Linked DNA regions of Bombyx mori: region 1 is linked to region 2. A link is a contact called in public Hi-C data. All regions are on one chromosome and are shown on one strand. Each heading gives the region's core, a stretch centred on a gene start, on an enhancer-like site or on the middle of the called end of the contact. The rest is flanking DNA. Distances are from core to core; before and after follow the strand shown.

What was found. Hi-C and Micro-C count contacts between places; a contact is called where the count stands out from the background.
Region 1: a contact with region 2 is called in a Hi-C map of whole pupa, with 2.5 times the contacts expected there. The contact joins the enhancer-like site here to the promoter of LOC101742923 in region 2. A contact is called at or near these places in 4 of 7 Hi-C or Micro-C datasets (an unstated tissue and whole pupa).

The regions. Positions count from the first base shown.
Region 1 is chr25:3,843,519-3,846,489 of ASM3026992v2, forward strand. It overlaps LOC101742923 (metastasis-associated protein MTA3), which reads left to right. Exons shown (of 17, transcript XM_004923302.4): 3 at 389-496. Among protein-coding and RNA genes, the nearest start is that of LOC101742770, 40 kb to the right of the region's middle. Within about 2 kb of position 1,678, at least 8 of the 8 cell types and tissues checked have open chromatin away from gene starts, as enhancers often do.
Region 2 is chr25:3,800,336-3,803,561 of ASM3026992v2, forward strand. It overlaps LOC101742923 (metastasis-associated protein MTA3), which reads left to right and starts at 1,525. Exons shown (of 17, transcript XM_004923302.4): 1 at 1,525-1,953. The coding sequence starts at 1,926. All of the region lies in intron 4 of LOC692863 (calcium-binding protein p22), which reads left to right. It overlaps LOC101743064 (protein transport protein Sec23A), which reads right to left and starts at 1,277. Exons shown (of 14, transcript XM_004923303.5): 1 at 1,010-1,277; 2 at 635-922; 3 at 285-540. The coding sequence starts at 913.

The DNA of each region.
Region 1 (2,971 bases), core at 428-2,927, 43 kb after region 2:
ACGATGCGGACCCTAACCGGTAAAAAACGTCCGTAACGTAAGATTTTTATTAGTAATGCACACAGTGTACCACTTAACTTTGTAATAACGTACAAAAAATAACATTTTTATTATATATTTTTTATAAATCATTGTGAATAAAATAAAGTTGATAACTCTGAAAAGTAGTTTTTTTTATCAATAAAAAAATCATAATAAAAAATGTATACCCGAATAATTATTTTCTTTATACCTCAAATAGAACTTAAAATTAATATTTTTATAATAAGGAACTTCGTTCCTATCCGGTGTCCCACGACACCACACATATTTTTTTGTATTCGTCTTTCATTATATTAGAACAAAGAACCTATTTTAGTGTCGCATTAGTAATTTGTTTTTGTTTCAGTGGCCCAGTCAGAAGACTCACCGGTCGCGATGAAACTCAAGAAAATATGCCTTAAAACGCCGGTTGGCGAGGAACAGGCGGCACAAGCAGTTCTCGACCCAGCGTTAGGTAAGAAACGAAGAAACATATTATTCGTATGTATGTAATACCTTTCCTATAGACGAGTAATAGTAATAATGAGAGAAAATTACATTTATCATTCGACTAGTTATCTAGGCAAAGACAAATTAGCTAAGTACCATTACCACTGTGTTTGTCAACTGTTTATATTTGTTGTTATGTAAGTATCGATTAACAATGTTGTTTATCTTTTTTTTTGGTAAACTTCAATATCGAAACAAAGGTGACAATATAATATATAAAATTAATCTAAATCTTGAGGTATCCAGTGATTTTGGTCTGGAATTAAAGAAAACGCAAATCAAGATTACAAATAAGTGTATTTTGTGTATTTGATATTACTATATCGACTCGAAGCAATGAGGTAACTACAAAAATTACCTCCCTAGGACGAGTCTCGCTTATCAGTTTTTTCAAGGTGAATATAGCTATTAGTTATTCGGTCGACAACATCGCGTATTCTCTTAAACAAATTGAAATGTTTTGAAAATGCTTTAATTACTATTATTAGTATTTAATTGAACCTGAAATATTCGCACATTTTACGTGAAGACTACATACACATAGCACTCGTCACAGAGTCCCGTTTGCGATCTCCGTCGATTGAATTGTGCTTTTATATCTCATAATGCCACGCACTCAACGTATGATGTCATCGATTTAATTACGTCGGCCATTTCATTATCCACCTATAAAAGCGACATTTATTTCAGTCTTCCGTCTAAACAAGCTTCAATAACTTCGAAACGCGGACGATCGATTTGTGGAAACTTTACGGTGTCGTTATATTTTTACGTTGTGTTTTGGTTTGATTCCCTTTCTCAATGTCAAGATTCCGTTTTATTGTAAACGTTTAAACGGCCATTTATTCTGGAGCCGCGTTCACATGGTCAGAGGGGCCGAGTGAAGTCCACATAGCCTGGACGGGTTACATCACATTTCTCTGCATTTATCGGCGGCGTATGCGGTATCGGGAGCGTTTAGTATAGGTAGAGGGTAGACAGACGTTCGTGCACAGGTCGTTAATGGTACAACGTGAATCTGTTGTGTGGTACGCGGGTGGAATAACCTATAATTAGATGCGCGTACACCATTCCACAGTCTTGGAACACGTAGATGTCTCGTTCACTCTACATCCGCTGACGTATGCTATGCAGAATAGTTACCGATATTTACTTTATTGAGTGGGAGGATACCAATCGGACTTGCAAATATTTTTTTCTGCATCACTGTAACGTATCTGTGCTCTGACTTTACAATAGAATATGTTTTGAATATGGCGTCGACCAACTTTCATTTTTGAATCGTAAAATCAGCTTATGTTCAGATACTACTGTTTATAGTTAGTACCGAAATGAGTACCTACTAATTACTTCTGTAATTGCTTTACACAGTTTTTCAAAACGTACGTACATCGATTTTGATATTTTATCAAATATTGACTACACTAATTATGATTTAGCACTGCTGAAATTAGTAATAAAAATACAAAACTGAAGGCACCTTTAGGCCTGTATTAGATGGTAACTATCAAAATGCATAGAGGGAGGTGGGATAGAGGTGGATTTCGCGTATCGAGTGACGTGATAAGTAACTACAGTCCGTCAATGCAATGGTGGGTGAGGGCAAAGTGTGATTCTGTGCTTGTACGTGTAGTTTAGGCGGCTCGTGCAGAGCGGGGTCGGCGCAAGCGACGTTGGCTTGTTTCGAATTTGTGCGTGACGCTGCACCACTCCTCAGTGGCCCGGTAATTTGATTGGGTTTGAACTGTCACCTATGCGCCGCCGTTGCCCGACCGTCGCTCGCCGGCTATCGATTAGAGGCCCCGTCCCCTGCCCCCACGTCGCCCGCGAACCGGATCTCGTCACGCCGCCATTGTATACCCGCGACGCTTAAACGCATTCGTTTCTCCCGATGCGAAAACGACGCATTCCTTCCGCGCGCGCCCTCCCGCCCCACGACCGGCCGGCCGAGAGAGCCACATCACGCGGCGCCGCACAGGACCGCCGCCGACCCCTCCGGTCACGATTAACACCTTGCATACGACAGCTTCGACTCGACTAACACAAATATCAATATTCTGACACAATTGAAACGTGATTAATTAATCACTACACTCGTAGAACTAAAACAGTTGTACGTAATGTGTGTAAATTTTGTAAATGAAACACGACAACGTTGGCAAACAATGAAAACGATTTCGACTCAAATGAATATGATTTCTTTGTCGTTTCTCTTAAGGTTCAAAATAGTTAATATAGAAACGTACTGACGCCGAGCAAACGTTTTGTTTTTGATACATTATTATTAAAAAACTCTCAGTAAGCAAATTAAAACAAATTAATTGTTTACGTATAACACGTGACGTCACAATTTGTGTAATATCTACTTGGTATACTATTGTGCAATGAGCATTGCGGTCCACTTGCACTCGGCGTGTTGTATGCCTCATATCTGTAATAG
Region 2 (3,226 bases), core at 275-2,774:
CTAGTTACACAAGAAAAAAACATAATATATCTGCAATTATAAAGATTTTATCAACTTTTTTCATTTAAATGCTCCTCCTGTAAAGCTACAAATTTGGAGTTAGCGTAGTGTTCATTGGAGGAAAGAAACTTTATTTAATAATATTTATTTAATGGTTAATCATGTTAATTTGATACTTCTCTCAGTCTGCAGGAAGCTTTTGTTCTAATTTTTTCTGTGACTACATATTATATTTTAGATAGAGATATAAACAAAGAAAATAACATCTTAAGCATATTGCTTACCTAATTCATGAATCTGTACCATTTTACCAAATGTTATTAGTCCAACGAGTGCATTTTGAGGCATTAAACTAAGTGAAGTCTGCAAGGAATCTTTGAGTGCCCCAAGTTCTTCCTCATCTAAACAAGTATCAACAACAAGCAGGTAGATTGGGGGCATAGCCTGTGCTCGCGTTATTGTGTACTCTATGGTGGAAAAGTTAGGAATCAGTTCTGCAGGTTGATGCTGTTCTGATATAGCAGCATATTGAGGTGGAAACTGAAATTAAAATATATTGATTACTCTATAAGTACTTTAAAAGAAAAAAACATTAGACTAATTGAGTTAGTGGCGAATTTCTTCAAGTACTCACTGGGTTTCGTTGGAAGCAAAAGTTGCAGACCCATAATTTAGCTCTGTAATCCACCTGGCACATTGGGTTCAATATAGCTCTGCATGTATTTCGTGTACAGAGTACAGGCTCGTACTGTATCGGTGGTAGGTCGGGGCGCTCCTTAAGCGGTTGGTACAAGCAAGCCAAAGGCACAACAAGCCTCGTAGCCTCAATTCTACTTGATGGCCATACGTTCCAAGTGAACCGTATGCCATCGCGGTCTTCATTCTGCTGGATGAACTCCTCGTATGTGGCCATATCGCCGATCTATACGAAAAAGATACATTACAAAAACATCATAAATGCACACAGACTCTGGTAACTTTAGAAGCACTATTAACCAAATGTACGTACCAAAAAGTCATGCGGCGAACCAGTTATAAACACATGAGCAAATTTCTTAAATCACAATATGTCTTCATTCAAAAATCCCATAAATTTCTCAATTTTTTAGAAACCAAGCAGACTGGAGAGGCTGGCTGATTTGGCAGTTGTCAACACCATAGACAAATCAGCTGTCATACTGGCCACGTCACATTTTTACACGCCATCCATCACAACATATAAAAATAATTTAAAATTTTACTATCAAACGAACCACAAATTAATAAATCTTTAAATATATAAATAACATTTTTAAATAAAAATACTTTTAAGGGAGAAAAAAAATAAAAATTTTTGGTTTTCTTTATGGTTCTCTGACGTTCCTTTCCACATTCCAAATTCGAATTAAAATTAATTTTAGATATAAAACACAATTTATTATATTCAGTCTTCAATATACAAATAAATATTATGTTAAAATTTATTTAATTAAAGAAACTTTCTTACTTCTTGTTGAAAAAAAAATTACAGTAAATATTTAATATAATTAAAATCTTGTCAACACTGTTCCCGTTAAAAGAACGAAACGTGGTTGAATGAATTATTTTTTTTATTTTAGGACATCGTAAAATAAATTTTCAATGGACGATATTATTTTCAAACAATACTTTTTATAATTCAAAATAATAATCATTTGGATTTTATTTGTGGACACAAAATTAATGACATGTCATTGCTTTGTTTCAAAAGCAGGAAGTTTACGCCAAAAAGTGCGACTGCGCACTGGCCAAATTAGTAGTGTGAAAGAAAATGGCGATCAGCGAAAGGCGTCCGGAGTTAACGTGATGAAAAACATTGTTAAAAGCTCAATTACATAGTGTTATAGTTATTAATTGTGTCAGATGTAGATTAATTAAGTGTTAATGAATAGTGATTGTGTATAAAAATGGCTGCGAATATGTACAGAGTCGGCGGTGAGTAGCAATAATTGGTTATTTTTGTTGTAGCTTCGCCGGTTCACCGCCAGCCGACTAGCGGTGCTTTGCTTTGATTGTCGTACTTTCATTAATTGCTTATATTAATTAATCCAAACATATTAAACACCCAAAAAATGCCGGTTTTTATGTATCCGTGGAGGTTATCGTGTTTATAACCGTTTGATAAAGTTTGCGGAAAAGTTATATTTTACCAAAATTCGTCAAATCAAATAGGACATTAGCATTTACGTCTAGGTATCATTGTATCGGCTCGTGTATCTGCGTGCGGGCGGTTAGGCATGAAGCGTCTTTAGTTACCTAACTGAGATGATAGTTTTTTAGAATAGTTTGATGATTTTGACGTGAGATTTTAGGTTATATTCGATGTTGTCAAAACATTTTGATACGAGAGCTGGTTGTTTTTGGGTTATTTGGTATATCTTGGAAGAGTTTAGGGATGATAAGAAAGTAAACAGTAAAAGTGTGGCGTCGCTAGTCATTATAAATTATTGGTTTGTTTGTGTATGGACGGTGGTAGTCGAGGATGTCGGTTGCTGTAGGATATTGATGCCGCGAGTCGCGAGAACAACACGAGCGCCTCATGTACCGCACTCGGCGTCCGTCGCGTCGAATGTTAATTAGCCCTTCCTTTTGTATCACTTCCTATCATGTAATGTAATGCTTCTGTTAAGGTTATGTCTTTGTTTCAAAATTAGCTAATTCTTAGTAAAATAATTTTGTTAGAACCGAGATGGAATGTATTTTATTTAATAATTTCATTAAATGGGTAAATAAATATTACTCTGTGATCAACTATAAATTAGGGATTATTAAAGTTTTTAATTTTAAAATTAAATCTTGACCCGTAGTTTTACACTAACCTTAGGTCAATATAGTAAATCTTAAAATGAAATATTTTTTTCCCTCCAAAACATAAAATTAACAATTTCATTCTAATTACCTATACAACAATTATAAAATATGTTCTAAAGCCAATAAAATTTTACTTTGCTATTAAATCAAGTTAAATTGTCAGTTCAATGAATTAATGTTAATCTTTTGTTAATCTTTTAAACCTGAAAGAGCTATACACTATTTTTTATTACTCTAAAACTACTGCCAAACTGTTCTCATTATAAAAATAATAAAAACATTTTGAAAATGCTGTCAAACACAATTTTTTGCAATCAACACTAATAACATAAACAAACATGCATTTCTTTATTCTATCAAGGCCACCACAAATACTTCAGATGTACTGAAAGCAGTA